Linked DNA regions of Sus scrofa: region 2 is linked to region 1. The links are chromatin contacts, called in public Hi-C maps. All regions are on one chromosome and are shown on one strand. The core of a region is the stretch at or near the end of the contact, and the rest is flanking DNA. Distances in the headings are between cores, read along the strand shown.

The links. Hi-C and Micro-C count contacts between places; a contact is called where the count stands out from the background.
Region 2: a contact with region 1 is called in a Hi-C map of liver, with 3 times the contacts expected there. The contact joins two enhancer-like sites. A contact is called at or near these places in 8 of 47 Hi-C or Micro-C datasets (alveolar macrophages, brain, heart right ventricle and 3 more) and 2 of 2 datasets of contacts at active chromatin or transcription factors (alveolar macrophages and skeletal muscle).

What each region holds. Positions count from the first base shown.
Region 1 is chr2:133,582,005-133,585,799 of Sscrofa11.1, forward strand. All of the region lies in intron 4 of LYRM7 (complex III assembly factor LYRM7), which reads left to right. The region is part of intron 1 of CDC42SE2 (CDC42 small effector protein 2); the gene reads left to right. Among named protein-coding and RNA genes, the nearest start is that of CDC42SE2, 20 kb to the left of the region's middle. Within about 2 kb of position 1,602, at least 25 of the 83 cell types and tissues checked have an H3K27ac peak or open chromatin away from gene starts, as enhancers often do. A contact at or near this core is called in liver, where this site is marked.
Region 2 is chr2:133,678,953-133,682,747 of Sscrofa11.1, forward strand. It overlaps LYRM7 (complex III assembly factor LYRM7), which reads left to right. Exons shown (of 8, transcript XR_002342091.1): 7 at 1,452-1,567; 8 at 2,107-3,795. CDC42SE2 (CDC42 small effector protein 2) reads left to right here. Exons shown (of 6, transcript XM_005661625.3): 5 at 1,452-1,567; 6 at 2,107-3,795. The coding sequence ends at 1,550. LOC110259698 reads right to left here. Exons shown (of 6, transcript XR_002342086.1): 6 at 2,830-3,795. Among named protein-coding and RNA genes, the nearest start is that of CDC42SE2, 120 kb to the left of the region's middle. Within about 2 kb of position 2,184, at least 5 of the 83 cell types and tissues checked have an H3K27ac peak or open chromatin away from gene starts, as enhancers often do. A contact at or near this core is called in liver, where this site is marked.

The sequences.
Region 1 (3,795 bases), core at 352-2,851:
GCTGTGACAAAGTCAAATCCTTATCCCACTGAGCCACCAGGGAGTACCATAATATTTCTTATTAAACCTTTGCAATTAAATTTTGTAAACATCTCCTACTAAAACACAATAATTTTGTTTCATTTGACTTAATATACTTTCACTTTTTTGCTGAGTATAGCAAAGGTGAATTTTTTTGTGTATTGAACATCGTATATATTTTGTACCTAATACATGGTGGGAACCCATGGCTATTTGTGGAACTGATGTGTTCATTGGATGGGAATGGATAAGGTTTAAGCAGAAAACAGCTCTCTTTCTTGCAATGTACCTTCAAAGTCTCCCTATAGATTTTTTTTTTTTTTTTTTTTTTTTTTGCCCTGCTTCTCCAGCTCTTAGGAAGGTCAGTTAGCTTTTCCAGTTACTTTTAGGTGGTAAAAAGCGTTTTGCTCATTGAACATTCAGAGTCTTATTTTAGTCATTAGAAGGTACAGTTTGGAATAATAATCAGTGTTCAAACTTTCACACAGTTTAGAATTTTTGTAGCTCAGAACTGCTTCAGAACAAGAAGCCTGCTTTAGAAGAAAGAGTCCTGATAGGCTTCTCTTTTTACTTTGGCAGCTCCTCTTTAGTATACTTTTGGATTCACCTGTCCAGAGTACAGCTCGTTGGTGAAAGGGGCTTGGGGGGCGGGGGATATATATGTGTGTGTGTACACACACATACACACACATATGTTCATACACACTGTGTGGTGGCAGTGGGGGAGGTCTGTGCCTGTGACATGTGGAAGTTCCTGGGCCAGGTATTGAACCTGTGCCACAGCACTGCCGCAACCTGCTGCAGTGACAGTCCTTAACTCTGTGCCACAAGAGAATGCCTCCAAGATACTGTTTTAATATGCCTCATTCTATTGTGATCTGGCAACTATGCCTCGGAAATGGACAGATTGTTCAAAGCTGACTCTCCAGGAGTGTTGGGAATGGTTTTCTTGAAGATTTCATGCCTGGGAACCTCCAGCTACAATTCCTGTTATATAATTCTTCTGTTGTGGTCCCTTAGTATTCTAGTTTCCCTCATCTGCAGGCTCACATTGCCCAGGGAGAGGTTTTGCTCTAGTCTTTAAGGTAGTTTGGTTACATTTTAACCAGACCTGCCTGTACTTTATTTTGTAGGATACAGTTTGAAACATTCCACCAGGGCCTTAACTTCCTATCTTTCCAGGTCCTTCAGTCAAGGACCCACACTTGAACTGTACTTCTTTGTCTGACACCTACAATCCCTTGCTTCTAACCCCTTTTTACTGTCCCAAGCCCTCCTTCCAACATATCCTTACTTGAGGATTTACCCTGCTGTGAATCCACAGGCCACGTTGAAATTTCTTCCTCTTAGACAGCCTCAGTTCTCTTTTAGTGCTTCATAATCTTACCAGGTAACTGCCCTCTCCCCACCCTCTCACCCCCATTCCAGTTCTCCATCTGGTCCAGCCAGTAGCTGACAATGGAGCCTGAGTCCTGGAAGACGTATCCAGGCTTATCTGTTGTCCCTTCATGTTGGCCAAGGAGGGTACTTTGTGCTGTCCACAGTCCTTTAATCATAGTATCAGTTAACCCCTGGCTGAATCACTCTTCCCCTTCTCTGAATGACTTTTTTACACTTCTTTCCTCAAACCTCTGTTGCGTCTTTTCATCTTCAGCTGATGACCTTGTTTCCTGTATATTAAAAACGAAAGCCATCAAGAGAAAACTTTTGCATATCTCCTCACTTCTGTACCCATACTCCCTGTATTTCCTACCTATGACCGCCACCTCCACTCTTGCCCTTGGTTCTGTTGCCCGTCTGTCAGGGGCGTTGTGTTGCCTCAGGATTCATCCCGTTCTCCCTGCCTGCCAGTGAGTTGCCTTATCAGTGCTTCCCTTTTGTCCTGGATTATTCCTGTCAGCATATAGATAGGTTGAAATATCTCCCATCTAAAAAACAAAAAAGCAGACGTCTCCCCCAGTACCACATCTTTCTTCAGCTACTGCTCTTCAGAAGAGTTGTTCCTGGTCACCAGAGCTCTCTGTGTGTCTAGGTTCCGCTCATTTGGTTTTTCTTTTTTGTCTCTCCCATGCAACCTTAACAGCTCTTGCTGAGATTACTGACTCATGACTTCCTTGGTGATAAATTCCCTAGTCACTTTTCATTCCTAATCTCACTGGCGGTAGCAGCAGAAGCCTTTGAAGTGGTTGATAATTTTTTCTTCCTTGAAGCCTTTCTTTGTTGCTGGGACACTGATGGTTATTTTCAGTTTCTTTTGCTGGTTCCTTTTTGTTGCCCCAACTTCTGAAAAATAAGACAGTGTCCCAGAGCTCTATGTTTAGAGCTCTTCTATATTTATGTGTAGTCTCCTATGATCTCATCCTATCCTCTAGCTAGAATTATCATATATTTTAAACTGAAAATGTTATCTAGTTCTCTTCCCTAAGCTTCAGACTTCTGTACGCAGCTGCCTACTCAGCGTTTCCCATTAGACATTCCAACTTTAACCTGTCCAGAATGAACCCCTCACCCTCAGTCCTCTCTTCCAGCCCCAGTGATTGTTCCTCTTCCAGGTTTTCTCATTTTATTAAATGTCAACTCCATCATTGTGTCTCTGATTCTAACCTTGAAAACATTCCTGACTCCTCTTAATTTTGTGTGTGTGTGTTGGGGGGTGGGGGTGGCATGCTGCACTCGTGGCATGGCATGCAGAAGTTCCTGGGCCAGGGATTGAACCCGTGCTGCAGCAGTGACAGTGCCGGATCCTTAACCACTAGGTCACCACGAAATTTCTTGACTCCTCTTTCTTATACTCTCATACCTAATTCAAAAGAATGTGTCATTGCAAGCATGTCCTTTATTTACCTTAAAATCGACTTTAAGAATAAATATAACCACGGCATGCTGCCTTCAACTGCCGCCGCCTCCTCACGCAGCCATCGTCTCTAGCCTGCGTTATTTTAGTCATCTCTTTTCTGGTCTCCCTGCTGCTTCTGCTCTTCTCTGTTCTCAACGGAGGCAGTCCTTTTGAGATGAAAGTCCGATTATTTTACTCCTGTATTCAAAACCCTCTGGTGGTTTTCCATACCATTTAGAGTAAATGCCAAAATACAGCAGTGCCCATCAGGCCTCCATCATTTGTGCAGCTGGCCTCTCTGAGGACATGTCCTACTAGTTTCTCCTTAGCTTATTCCACACCAGGCATCTAGGTTTCCCTGTACCTGCCAAGAGAAGTCTTGCTTCAACGTTCTCAGGGAAAGCTTTGTTGTAGTCACTTCAGAATCCCCAGGATTCTACACCTGGTGGGCTCTCACATTTGCTAAATGAATCAGGCTGCTTGTTACTCATGTCTTTGATAACAGCTTATATATGTGTTTCTCTAACTAAAAATATTTTAATTAAAAGTATTAAGTAAAAACAAATTTAGGAGTTCCCGCTATTGCACAATGTTCCTGGGCATTGCTGCAGCTGTGGTGTAGGGTGCAGCCGTGGCTTCAATTCAGTCCCTTATCCCAGGCCAGGGAACTTGCACATGCCCTGGGGTGTGGGGGAACTTGCACATGCCCTGGGGTGTGGCCAAAAAAACACAAAAGAAGAAAAGGAAAACCTCATTTAGAAGTAGGGTGACACTTCAAAAAAAAAAAAAAAAAAAAAACAACCTATTTTTGACTTGCCTCATATTCCTCTCTAGGCTTTGTTTCTTAACTTCTGAGTCTTGTTGACTTACAGAGACATGAACACTGCAACTTGGGCTGCCCTGTACCTTTCTTTTATCAGGGCTATGGGCTCAAGTGA
Region 2 (3,795 bases), core at 934-3,433, 98 kb after region 1:
TTTTTTAATGCCCTTACTTAAGTAGTTATTTGCATAACGTGAATATAGACAGTACAGTAACGTGTTGTCACTGGAGTGAGTTCCATATAAATGAATTTTTCAGCAAATGAGTGAAAATTTACCCATCTAAGAGCCGGTCACAGATTCTAACTTAAACCATGTTGGATCTAAATAAGCCACACATTTTATATTTTGTTATTCTCTTCAATCAGAATATATTTAAGCCTGTCTTACTCCAAAAATAACCTGGACATGCCTTATTACTTTTAACAAATTGACTCAAGCTCACCAATGAAAGGACACCTCATATGTCAGGTTTTTCTGACATGAAGCGCTCAAGAAGTATTTGCTGAGTAATGAGTGGATATATTCCCACCCCCTTTCATCTCCAGAAGTCTCTGTGATTAGACCTGTGCCCTGACGCATGACCATTAGACCATCACCTCCAACTTCCCGTTGCTCCTTTGTCGTCTAGCTTGATTCTCTTATTCTCTGCTTCCACATTCTTCTAATTAGTATAAACTAAGATATGATACACTAAGTGCACTTCACAGTTTGCAAGTAAGTTCGTTGCAGCCAAAGCACAGAATACCCCAGCATTCATATGCCTCTCAATCTCTTAGAAAATAGCCCTGTAAGGTGGTTAAGAGAGAGTATCATCATTAACCCGTTTTATGGATAAGAAGCCTGATGTTCACAGAGGATGAATAGTTCACCCGGAGTGAAAACAGTAATAAATCAGTCTGGGCCACAATCCAAGTCTGTGGGTTCTTAAGCTATTTTTCGCTTAATTAGACAAAACTGTATTAAAGTTGTAAATTTTACCACATGGACTTTTAAAAATTAGCTTTCATTAGTCTAATTTCATTCATATTTGTTACTGCTTTTTTTAAATGAGAATTTACTTATGTTGCAAAGGCTCTTAGTGCCATCCTGGGTACTTGAGGCAGGGAATTTGTTTGAGCTCCAAATTATTTTTTTGTTTTTCTTTTTCAGCCATGGCCAGGGATCGAACCCATGCCACAGGAGCAGCTGAAGCCAATGCAATGACAACACCAGATCCTTAACCTGCTGAGCCACCGGGGGGCTCCCATCGTTTTTTTTTTTATCTGATTCTAATCCATGTAATTGCGTGATCCTCTGTGTGAGGTGTTTGTAAATTAGGGTGGCTGAGGAACAGAACATTGAATTGATCTTTCCCAGTTTTTTGAAATTGGGAAGTGGAGAAAGTAGCAGGGAAAGGGCGTTGTACCAAAAAAAGAGAAATGCTTCCATCAATAGCCTCACCATTTCTCCTTATAATGAGAACACTTGTAAGTCTATAAAAGAAATTTTTTTTCCTATAAAAAGTAAATACCCTTCTGGAAAAAGCAGCCCAGGCACAATGTTAGACAAGAATTGCTTAGTTGCAGTCAGCCCCTGACTTTGGTTCTGTTTTTGTCCTGTTTCAGGTCAGCTCCATCCAGAACCAGATGCAGTCTAAAGGAGGCTACGGGGGCGGCATGGCTGCCAATGTGCAGATGCAGCTTGTGGACACGAAGGCAGGATAGCCCCGGATCCTCCTCCGGTGAGTACCTCAGCTCAGGCCGGAACCTCCCCGAGAGAGGCTTAGTTCAGCCTCAGGGTTAAAAAACATCTTGCTCTCATTTGTAAAAAAAAAAAAATTGTAAATGTACTATTTAAAAGGCAGAAATATTCTAATTGGCTTCACGATGGTCATCGGAAGTTACTGCCTTTGGAATAATTAGTTTCAGGTTATTCTTTTGCTTATGAGAAACTTAAGTACTTTGAGACCTCTTGTGGTGGGGAGCCTTTGAGATTCTGGTGACAAGATGTTTCTTATGTGTCCTTTAAACATGAGTGAAATTATTGAGCATTGATACTGCAGGAAATCCCATGTGTAGTCATTTTATATTAAACACGATCATGGCTAAATCTGTCATTATACCCCTTTCAGTAAAAAGCTAACTTAGAAAAAGGTATGAGAATAATTTGGATTTTCCTTTCGGTTTTATAGGTCATTGTGAATTTCTGTGTTGTTTCCACTGTTGTTTAATTTTTTTTTTTGTCGTGATTGCTTTTCTTTCCTCTTCAATTACAAAAAAGAACTGTGTGCTGGCACCCTGTTCACCCTGCTGTGATTACTCCAGTGACAAGTTACTGTTCTGCTCTGAAGAAACTGTTGTCAGAAGAATCCTGCTTTTCCTTCAGCTGGCGTGCATGCCTTTGGACTCATGGACAGAGTTCTTTGGATTGTGGCTTAATTATTAATTTTTATCAATATGGATCTGATTTTAGCATGATCTTTTTTGTGAATGCTACTAGCACTGTTTTGCATTTTCTCCCCATTTTTAACGTTTCTCTTTCCACCGCCACCCCCTCTGCCTTATGATTTCGTTGGTAAGCAAAGACGTGCTATTACATGTTCATTTGTCACCGTTTATGTATATTTTGGAAGGTATAAGCACAGTGATCACTGCTCTTCATTTGAAACTCCAGCAGAGTAAATATCTGCATGCTTTATGAAGTTGCTTGTGTGGGAACCCGTGGGATGCTGGAAAGGAACGAACTTTCATGGGTTGTTGATACTGCTTGGCTCCCATGGGTTGTTGATACTGCTGCTATTAGAGAGAGGCGGGCTGTGGCACCAAGTCACATCAGTTTCACAAAAAAGGCAACTTGTAGCTTATTTTAGAAGTGTGATTTTTATTCAGTTAGAATTACAGTAACAGAAAAGCTTGCATTCATAAGGCATTCATTCTGTTGTAAATGTTCAATGTATTTATTTGAGAGTGAGGACCTGGGATTGTGAACAGGTGTGTGGTTGTGTATCTGAGTGTGTGTAATACCCTCATCCGATCGGACTCTGAGCATCACGGTCTTAGAAGTGGCTCATTTCTTGGTGTACTCATTTCGTTTTCACTTGTTTATGTTTAGTATTATGGTATCCAGTTGTTTCCAGTAGCAGTTTGTTGAACTTCTGGCCTGGACTCCAAACTGTGGACTCCAGAGTCATTGGGCCTCTTCGTAATGGAAGTTGCCAAGAGCTACAGTTGACCTGGCTGTGTTGTTGCCTATTCGGTGACTTCAGGTGTTGGTGAGAAACCTTTGGCTCAGGTTCCAAAATGATTATTTCACCAATTGTCCTTCTGTAGATGCTTTTCCTTCCACATGAGGGTGTAGTGCTAAGCCAGTTAGTAGTATGTTTTTTCATGAAAACGGTAAATCCTATGTCCATTTCAGCCCTAACAGTTATATCTGGTCAGACTCGTACTTCATGCAGGACCTGGGCCTCATGGAAAACTGACCTAGAAAGCTGTAATTAGGTAGTTGCATAAAGAGGGATCATTTTCTCTTCTTCAATCCCTTTCTCTTCACCTTAGGAGTTCTTGTTTAAGAGATAACTGAATAAATATTAGGTTTATATAGGCAAAATATGAAAGCACCCCCCCCCCCCCAGTTCTTTGGAATTTACCTGTACCGGGGGGACTAGATTACTCCGTCCTTATTTCTGCAGGTCTTCATAGTGTCAATCCCCAGCAGAATCTGTCAGGGACAAACGTGTATGCTTAGTAATCAAAGTAGGCATTGTGCAGTTAATAACTTTGAAACTTGAATTCATCTGATGTCATTACTTCACTGTGTGGCTACTGCATTCGGGGATATCCCCGCGTGCCACTCTGCCCAAACAGAGTCAGGGGCCTGCCAGGGACACTGCTGTGTGAAAGTCCGTGGGTTCTGTTGTTTTTGATTTTTTTTGTCTTTTTAAGGCTGCACCCATGGCTTATGGATGTT